Linked DNA regions of Mus musculus: region 2 is linked to region 1. The links are chromatin contacts, called in public Hi-C maps. All regions are on one chromosome and are shown on one strand. Each heading gives the region's core, a stretch centred on a gene start, on an enhancer-like site or on the middle of the called end of the contact. The rest is flanking DNA. Distances are from core to core; before and after follow the strand shown.

Evidence for each region. A called contact is a pair of places that touch in the nucleus more often than the background predicts.
Region 2: a contact with region 1 is called in a Hi-C map of cerebral cortex, with 1.6 times the contacts expected there. The contact joins the promoter of 4930512J16Rik here to the enhancer-like site in region 1. A contact is called at or near these places in 3 of 484 Hi-C or Micro-C datasets (CD8 T cells, cerebral cortex and liver) and 3 of 115 datasets of contacts at active chromatin or transcription factors (embryonic stem cells and epiblast stem cells).

The regions. Positions count from the first base shown.
Region 1 is chr6:89,233,755-89,238,316 of GRCm38.p6, reverse strand. No RefSeq gene overlaps it. Among named protein-coding and RNA genes, the nearest start is that of Gm839, 20 kb to the right of the region's middle. Within about 2 kb of position 2,531, at least 52 of the 459 cell types and tissues checked have an H3K27ac peak or open chromatin away from gene starts, as enhancers often do. A contact at or near this core is called in cerebral cortex and liver, where this site is marked.
Region 2 is chr6:89,283,618-89,288,179 of GRCm38.p6, reverse strand. 4930512J16Rik (RIKEN cDNA 4930512J16 gene) reads left to right here and starts at 2,455. Exons shown (of 4, transcript NR_131021.1): 1 at 2,455-3,534.

The sequences.
Region 1 (4,562 bases), core at 1,282-3,781:
ACACACACACACACACACACACACACACACTTGAAAAAAATAGCATGCAGTCAGGAAGCTCTATTTTTACAGCCTTACCTTTCCATCATCTCTGTCTTTTCAGTTTTGAGATGGGCATTTGTGCTTCCAAATATGGACACTGACACCAACTGTGCCTCGGGTAATTGAGTCTACAGTGCAAGGTAGCCATTCCTAGTCCTGTCCCTTCCCCTTCCCCAAATTGATCTCTAGTGAGCTCAGCATCACGGAGCAAGTGCTTTCTGTACTTAACTCTTGACCACGAGTGATTCACTCTCCACATCCAGCAGGCTGAGTCTTTCCCTGCAGCCTCGGCTCTTTGTGTGAGCACACATAACTTTAGTCCCAGCTACAGAAGCCTGTGCCCCACATCTGACCATCCTAGCTTCAGGTATCACCTCTCTTACCACCTTTCAGGCTAATGATGTCTCTCTCTACCTTCCCCACAATGCCCTGGACCTACAGAGATGGAGAGAGGAGACAAGGGCTTGAATTCAAATTTTCCGTGAACTGTGGGAAAATCCCTGGCCCTCTCCGAGGAGCAAGCAAGGTGCGACTTGTCAATGGGCTAACAAGTGCAAACACATTCACTTTAGAATTTTTAAAGTACCCCCATGTGGGTAACAGAGGCTGCAAATTGGTAGGTATTGGGGATGGGTCAGAATACCTCCCCAAGAGAGGGTGGATGTCATCGTTCTTTCGAGGACACTAGAAGGGGTAATTTGCAGGGCTGGGGAGTCAGTGGCAGCTCAGGTGAAGAGCACTGAGAGACCTCATCTTCACATAAGCTATAGCTGCTCCTAGCCCTGTTTCCATGGTTACTGCCTAGGGATGAGATCAACCTCCACAGGCAGGAACACCAGGCACTCTGCCAAGGAGACTCTAGCGTGTGGCCAGCATGGCTGGCCACAGGGCAAGATGAAGCCTGCTGATATCTCCCTTAGACAGCAAAGATGGGGCCACAGAATATAGGTGGCCATCACAGAGCTGAGCCAGAGAAGCATGAAACCAGGGTCTCTTGTCTAGCCAGGACCATGTGACACGTCAGTGTTGACAAAGCAGACTTGGAAGGAACGTCAGGTAGTTAGGAATGACCACACCCAGGACTGCCCATGTTGGGTCCTCACCTCGGAGCTGACTGTCCCGCATCACAGAGTCCTTTGGAGTCCCAGCTGCTTGTCAGCCATGCAGCCCAAGGAGTGGCAGCTGTGGTCCAGAGAGGACATGACACATTCCTGAAGTCCTGGCCCCTCAACGCCAAAGCACAGAGCCTGGATCCCATTAGCATGGACCCCATTGGCCACACTGATGTCACCCCAGGACGATGCACGAAGAGAGAGGGTTCTGGGGCTACAAGAAGCAGGGCAGCTAGGGCATGAGAATCAAAGAGGGAAATGTGTGCTTTCTGCTTTTCTGTAGGAGATGACGGAGAATTGAAGTCTGATGGCCGCTTGCTGAGATGTTTGCAGGAGGGGACAAGGTTCTTCTAAATCCTAGTTTAGAGCTGGGGTGTAGGAGGTATGGGTTTGCTGGAAAGCATGGCCTTGGAGAGAGGAAGGACAAAGGAGGAGGATGTTGATGGTGAGTGGCATGGAGAGACAGGCAGGGCTGGGGTGAGGCCTGAGGAAGTGCACTGGGTGGTTCTGTAAAAAGGCATACACAGTGTGCTCCCATTAGCCTTTGGGAGTGGCAAAGAAACCTGTCCCTTCCTCTCCATCTGATCTTGGCTGGTCCCTCGGGTCTCTTTCTAGCAGTACTGATCTGAGCCTTGACCCTGTGTGTCTTGTCTCTGGCCTTCCGGCTCTCACTGGTCCTTTAGGCTTCAGCCCCTCCCCTGTCAAACAGCCTGAGCTTGTACTTGCTGGGCTTTTCTTTGTCTTGGCGGTGCTATCCCGCCGCCTCGTCTGCATCTCTCCATTGGTAAACCACCTCTCAGTGGGCAGGAACGTGTTACAGTCTCACAAACAAGGTCCTAGTCCCTAGAGCATGTCTGTCATGCTGGAAGTACTTCACCTTTAGTCACCTTTGGTCGCCTTTAGTCCCAGTTGCTCCACTGCCCCTGGTGTGGAGTGAGTATTGCTTCAGTTTTGTTGTTTGGCTGGTTGGTTTTTGTTTTGTTTTTTTTTTCGTTTTCTCCCCCCCCCCCCCCCTCAGTGGGAAAGATACCTCAGTCCAAAGTGACCCAGGGAAGCATAAGCCACGGCTGCCACAAGGACCGTGGGCCGGTTCTTTAGTTTCCAGTCTGGCTGACCTTATGCTGATGCTTGTCCAGGCCGTGAACGTGCAGCTGACCCTGCGCCAGCGTGGTTCTTCTACAAGGCAGCCGTCCCGCTAACTGCTGGGGCGGGCAGAGAGACCTGAGCCTGGAGGCTTCTCTGCGGGGGCTGATGTGTGAGGGATTTATGGGTCGTGGTTAGAAATGAAAAGCAATTCAATTCAATCCCAGGGCGGTGAGAGCTTCCCAGAGCTTCGCTAAGTGGGTCTGGAGCAGCGATCAGCGTTGCGAATCTATTAGCCCACACTCGGCATCTGAGTCACGGGGGAAGAGCCAGGAAGCGGCAGCGCCCAGCGGGCTGCACGTCAATTATGCTCCTCTCTGTTTAATTAAGCCATAAAACACACCCGTGTCTGGAAAGGGGCTGGACACCAGGGCTGCGACCTCTGCTGCCAGTATCACACAACCATAGTCTGGGAGGACACTGAGGAGCCACACTCTCCTGCCTGCCTGGGACTCGGTGCCCCTGATGGAGGCACTGTCTCCGTCCCTCTGATGGCCAAAAAGGCCAAGCAGAAGGGTAGGGCGGATGGGATCGTGCTGTGGGAGGCCACCTAGATTTAAGCTACTGAGCTGGGTAGCCTATGACCAGTTCTTCACCTCCCTGTGCCTCACTCTATCCACATGCATGGGGAAGGATGGGGGGAGTATCTGAACTCATGAAGTGGGATGGAAGAGAGAAGCAGGCACATGGAGGGCACGTGGAAAGGATATGGAGGGGGCAGGGAGAGAGTGTGGAGAAGCTTGGGGAGTGGCCGGGGGGGGGGTGGTGGACACAAAGGGACCTTAGCATGTGGCATCCATACAGGTAGGGTGGAATTAGCCTGCACATCAGGTGATACCTAGCTTCTGTGGAGCAATGCCCTTGAGCGGTTCTCCTCTCTGTCTCTCAGTGGCTTGTACTACCTGGGCGATTGTTTATCTCATACTTTTCTCTGAATGCAGTTCACTCTTTGAAAACATAAACAGAAATATCTGTTGAAGCACTTCCAGGCTTCCCCAGAAGACGAGCGTCAGAACCACTGGCCCCAAGGAAAAAGGAACTGTAACTGGACACAATGAGCCCTGAACAGTCCCAGTCCATCTGCTACTCTGATGCCAAGGTGTGCCAACCCAGCCTCCATCTTTCAGGAGATTAGCTGGTGCTGGAGGCCTCAGACAGCCCAGGAACATCTTGGGCTGATCTAGCCAGTGGTGTGATCTGTAAAGGAGGCCCAGGTTCTTGTTGGAACCAAGCAGGATCTTCAGTGGCGCAACTGAAGCAAAGATGAGCAAGAGGAAAACAGCCATCAGGTGTGGTCTTGGAGGGCAGCACACACAGCTTGATCCACAAAGGACACATGAAGACCCAAGGTCCTTCTAAGAAGAACAAGTAGAGACAGAATGAAGGGATGAGCTCAAAGCACCCATCCCTCTGCCATCTGGGCATGCTCTGCAAGCCAGGGATAGGAGCATCTTTGAAAGTCCCCTCCTGCTTAGGTTGTTCTTATGATAGGTACTGTCCCTAGGTGGGAAGGAATGACTCACAGAGGATCATGGGAAAGCAGAACCAACTTGCTCTCAGACCTTGGTGTACATGAGAACCTCTGTCTCCAGTACCAGTGAGCTTTCCAAACTTTCCAACCTGTAGCAAGTTAGATTGTAAGAGCTGGAGAGTCATATGTGTGAAGAGATCTCTGGGAGAAGTTCTAGAGTGGAGATTTATACGCACAGCATGAAGTCCAAGAGCTGGTAGGCACAAGTTGTCAAGATGAGTGTGGGATGGGACTCATAAAGATCAAATGATCTTTCAGTGGCTTATTACTAATACATGGTAATAACACAGATGCTGAGTATGATGGCATATGCTTGGCCCAGGGAGCGGCACTATTAGGAGGTGTGGCTTTGTTGGAGTAGGTGTGCCACTGTGGGCATGAGCTTTAAGACCTTCACCCTGGAAGCTGCCAGTCTTCTGTTTGCCCTCAGAACAAGATGTAGAAACTCTCAGCTCTGCCTGCACCATGCCTGCCTGCATGCTGCCATGCTCCCACCTTGATAATAATGGACTGAACCTCTGAATCTGTAAGTTAGCCCCAATTAAATGTTGTCCATTATAAGAGTTGCCTTGGTCATGGTGTCTGTTCACAGCAGTAAAACCCTAACTAAGACACTGGGAATGGGCCTGCTGTGTTCTGGACGTGTGCTCTTCTTACTTTGAACCCTATCTGCTGAGCTTTGGTGTGACTTGAGTTTCCTTTAAGAGGAAGAAAAGACAACATTGGCAATGCCC
Region 2 (4,562 bases), core at 1,206-3,705, 50 kb before region 1:
TCAGCCCAAGGCATGCACAGGACAAAAGGCAGAGCAGCCTTCCTTATCTTGTGTCAGTTCATAGTGACGGGAAAATAATTTATACATATTAATAAACTTGAACGTATTCTCCCTGCATCTTCAAAAAAAAAAAAGTGACAACCTAGCTGGAGAGATGGCTCAGTCAGGAAAGGGCTTGCTGCTCTTGTAGAGGACCTGAGTTTAGTTCCCATCACCCACCTGGTGTCTCACAACTGCCTGGACTCCACTTATCTGGGATCTGGTGCCTTGTCTGGCATCCATATGTACCCACATGTGCACACACATCAATACAAATAAAGTGAATTTTTTTGGTTTTGTTTTGTTTTGTTTTGAGACAGGGTTTCTCTGTATAGCCCTGGCTGTCCTGGAACTCACTTTGTAGACCAGGCTGGCCTCGAACTCAGAAATCCGCCTGCCGCTGCCTCCTGAGTGCTGGGATTAAAGGCCTGTGCCACCATGCCCGGCTAAAGTGAATCTTAAAGAAAAGAAATCCCCCTTTAAAAGGGGAGAAATCAAGCTGGGTGTGGTAGTGAACCTGTTATCCCAGCCTTGGGGAGTTTGAAGCTAGCCTGGGCTATTATAACGAGCACCTGTCTCAAATAGCAAAGCTAAACAAGAGGAATGGGGAGATGGCTTACAAGCACAGAGATATTAGCTCAACCTGCAGAACCGAACCCACGCTTAAAAAAAAGAAAAAGCTGGAAATGGTAGCATGTGTTTGTAATCTGCTCTGGGCTTGGAGAGCTCCCGGCCAATGAGAAACCCAGTCTCACAAAACAAGGTAGATGGCACCTGAGGGACAACACCCAAGACTGACCTTTGACTTCGTCTCATGTGCACGTGCACATGCACATACACACACACACACACACATGTAACAGCCAGAATGTTTAACGTCTGTGGGTGTCTCTCATGACCTGCCCCTTAGACAGTGAAAGTGTAGGTAGTAAAGTGTGAATGAAGACTGCATGAAGGGGCGTGTGTTCTCTCTGCTGGTGCAGGAAGAGCTATGTATAGAAAAAGAAATGCATTTCTCCTGGTTTCAAGGCTGGGAAGTTCAAGGTTGGGAGCTATTTCTGCCTCATCCAGCTTTGGACAAGACAGCACACCAAAACCAGCTGTGTTAAAAATCCTGTCTTCCTGAGGCTAGAAACCCTCTGTCCTTAGCACCGCCCATTAAGCTCCACCCCTTACACTGTTGCCCTGGCAACTAAATCTCAAACTGAGAAGACAGAATGAGGTCATCTCAGAGTAAACTCAGTCTGGGGGCCTTGGGCAACACCACTGAGGGTGAGTGTCAGCTTGCCTCCCATCTGTCTGCTGATGGATAAAAGGCACTATGTCCTCCAGCCTGCTGAAAGGGTGTGTGTGTGTGTGTGTGTGTGTGTGTGTATTTATCTGCCTGTGTGTATGTGCATCATGTGCCCTTGGAGGCCAGAAGAGGGTATTGGTGTTGGATCCCCTGGCACTGGAGTTACAGTCAGCTGTAGGCTGCCATGTAAGTGCCAGGAACCAAACCAGGGTCTTCTACAAGAGCAGTCAGTGTTCTTAACTGCAGAACCATCTCTCTAGCCCCTAGACTGAGATTCTTGTCATCATGGAGGTTGCAGGATATGAGAGAAACATGCCATTGCTCTCCAACTATGAAGGCAAAGCTGAAGGAGAAAAGTTGCGCTGTGGAAGTCCCCAACATGAGGACCCTGCCCTCCTGCACAACTTGACCCAGCCCATGCGTTTGAGGAGGCCACTATGTCCCCAGGAGATGGAGCACTCAGGGCAGTGGGCGGGGAGGCCTCACCACCCTGGCCTCAGCCTTGGTTGGTATCTTTGATCCTGTCTCAGTTCTCTCTACACACACACACACACACACACACTCTCTCTCTCTCTCTCTCTCTCTCTCTCTCTCTCTCTCTCTCTCTCTCGCCCCTCATTATGTTCCACCTGGATTGGTGCTCACTTTGCAGTGGGAAAGGGGACGCTTCCCAGAGGGGGGTTGAAATGATGAGCAGGTAAAAGCCAGCCGCCAGGTCCCTCTTCCTCTTTTGATTTCAGCAGGAAGCCTGCCTCGCTTGCACGTGGCGGGGGCTGGGATCTCAGTGAAACCAGCACTTCTCAGACATCGGGAACAGCAGGGACCCGGCTCAAAGGAAGCAATCTGTGGATGCTGCCACCCAGGTGGGCCTGTGTGTAAGGGGGTGGGCCAGGGGTCACATTTCCAGGCCTCCCTCCTTTCTGAGAGGTTAGACTGGTGTGTGTATCGGGGAGCACTGTTGGGGACTAATGTCTAAATAGGAACAATGGCTCAACAGTGGTGGCCCAGACAAACTTGCAGATTGTATCCACTTGTGACCTCCAGTCACCTGTTCTGACCTTTGGAGTGAGCTGTGTGTAGGATACAGCCAGCCCTTGGGACCCAGCCCACATCACATGACCAAGAACTGAGTAGAATGTTCTGGTCAAAGCTAATCTGGACTGGACTGCTGGGATCTGGTCTGGCTTGATATAGTTTTATTTGGTTTGGGCTGGTCTAATTTGGTCTAGGTCTAGCCTATATTCATTTAAGCTGGCCTGGGCTTGTCTATTCTGGTCTAACTTCTGGGCTGGTCTAAGTTTTACTGGGCTAGTCTACTCTAGTATCGTCTGGTTTGGTCTAACCTGGCCCAGTTTGGTCTATTCTTGTATTGTCTAAGCTAGTCTAGTCTGGCCTACAGTAGTGTGATCTACCCTGATCTAATCTAGTCTAAACTATTCTGGTGTAGTTGGTTTGGTCTGGATTGGTTAAGTTAGTCTGGTCTGGCTTGTGCTGGTATGTTCTAGCCTGGTCTGGATTAGTCAAATCTAACCTGTTCTGTTCTGTTTAGTCTGTTTTGGCTTGGTTTATTCTTCTTTGGTCTGGTCTGTGCTGGTAGGGTCTAGCTGGGTCTGGTCTGATATGAGCTGGTCTTGGCTGGTTAATTCTGGTGAGTTCTAGCCTTGTCTGGATTGGTCTAAAGGGGGCTTATATGCTGTATTCTGGTGTTTTTCATCTAATCTGAGCTGTTCTGTTCTGGTATGATCCAGTTGGGGCTGGCACAAGCCGTTCATTGTTCACTAATTGTTTTCTCTAAGAGCAGCTCCTGAGCAAGGGACTGGATTTCAGAAGAACTAGATGTTCTACTAGCAAAAAGAGTTCCATTTGACAGGCCTGAAGAAGAGCTGCCATGAAGATATCAATGACAATGGAGATGCCACACCAGGAGAGGAACGAGAACGGCCTGCATGGGGACTGAATTCTTTCTTTCTCTGCACAGGACTAATTTTCCTTCCTTTGTTGTTACAGAAGGTGATTTTCTTACAGAGAAGCATCTGCTCTCACCCTTGTGGCACAGGTGGCCTTCTCCTGCCATCAAGTCCAGAGGAATGCATGCTGCCGGGGCTTAGCAGAACTTCCTCGTCCCTTCTATTCCTGTGGCAGTGGGCTCAGAGGACTCAGGCTGGGGAGTGAGAAACTCCCAGAATGAAGCCTCCTCACAGGTGAGAGAGCTAGAGAGGCCATATCTGCTTCTGCCTGGTAGGGAGGCTGCTGAAAACACTCGGGGCTCTCAGGAAAATCTCCATAGTACTCCTAGTATTTTAATATCCAACCAAGCTAGGTCTGGAAGTGCCCCCCCCCCCCAAATACATACTAAAGCTTAACTATAGGTTGATTTTTGTGCAGCTAACTTAATAAAATACCATACCTCCAGTAGTCATTCAATTAATTCTATCAAAGATAATTTAATCACTCTATGTTTTAGTTGTAAAATTTTATTTACTTTTCTTGTCTTATGGCACTGGCTTGAACTTCCAAGGCATCTTGGAACAATGGTGTCAGCAATATCTAACATACCTGACTCTTCTCTGAGTACAGTCAGTGGAAACTCTCCCACTGTGTTACATTAAGAGTGAGTTTTGCTTCTAATTTAAAGTAGGTAACGCTTCTCACAGTCTGGAAACTTCTTATTTCATTTTTAGCTTGTCACCAGTTATATTAGGAAAAATATATGTTATTTCATAAGTACTTTTCATATATCTGTCAAGATCAGGGGCTGGCAGATACAAAGACATAATCTAGGTGGCTTGTTTCTGTGAGCTGAGAGCACCCTTCTACTTAAAGATGCGTGCTACAATCTGCAACAAAGGTTGCATATGGCTGGTAACGCCTGACATTTGTCATTCAGATTTTTATGGCATAAATGTTCTGACCCTTAATCTGGAGTAGACCTCAGATTCTAAATTATCACTGTCATGCTCTTACTATTAATACTGAGCCACCATTGAATTCCTAGAACAAACCAAAGTCTTACAAGGCTGTCATCACTAGAACAGTTGAGAAAGGGCCCATGCTTCAGAGAGTGACAATCTCTGACCCTCCGCAGAACCCCTGAGCACCCGTGTGTTTAGGAAAGAAGAATCTGGGAAAGTGAGAACACTGCATGGTATATGTGTGAGAATGTGCATGCGCACGCGTGCACGTGTAGATGTGCATGAATGTGCGCTGACATGTGGTGTACATGTGCGTG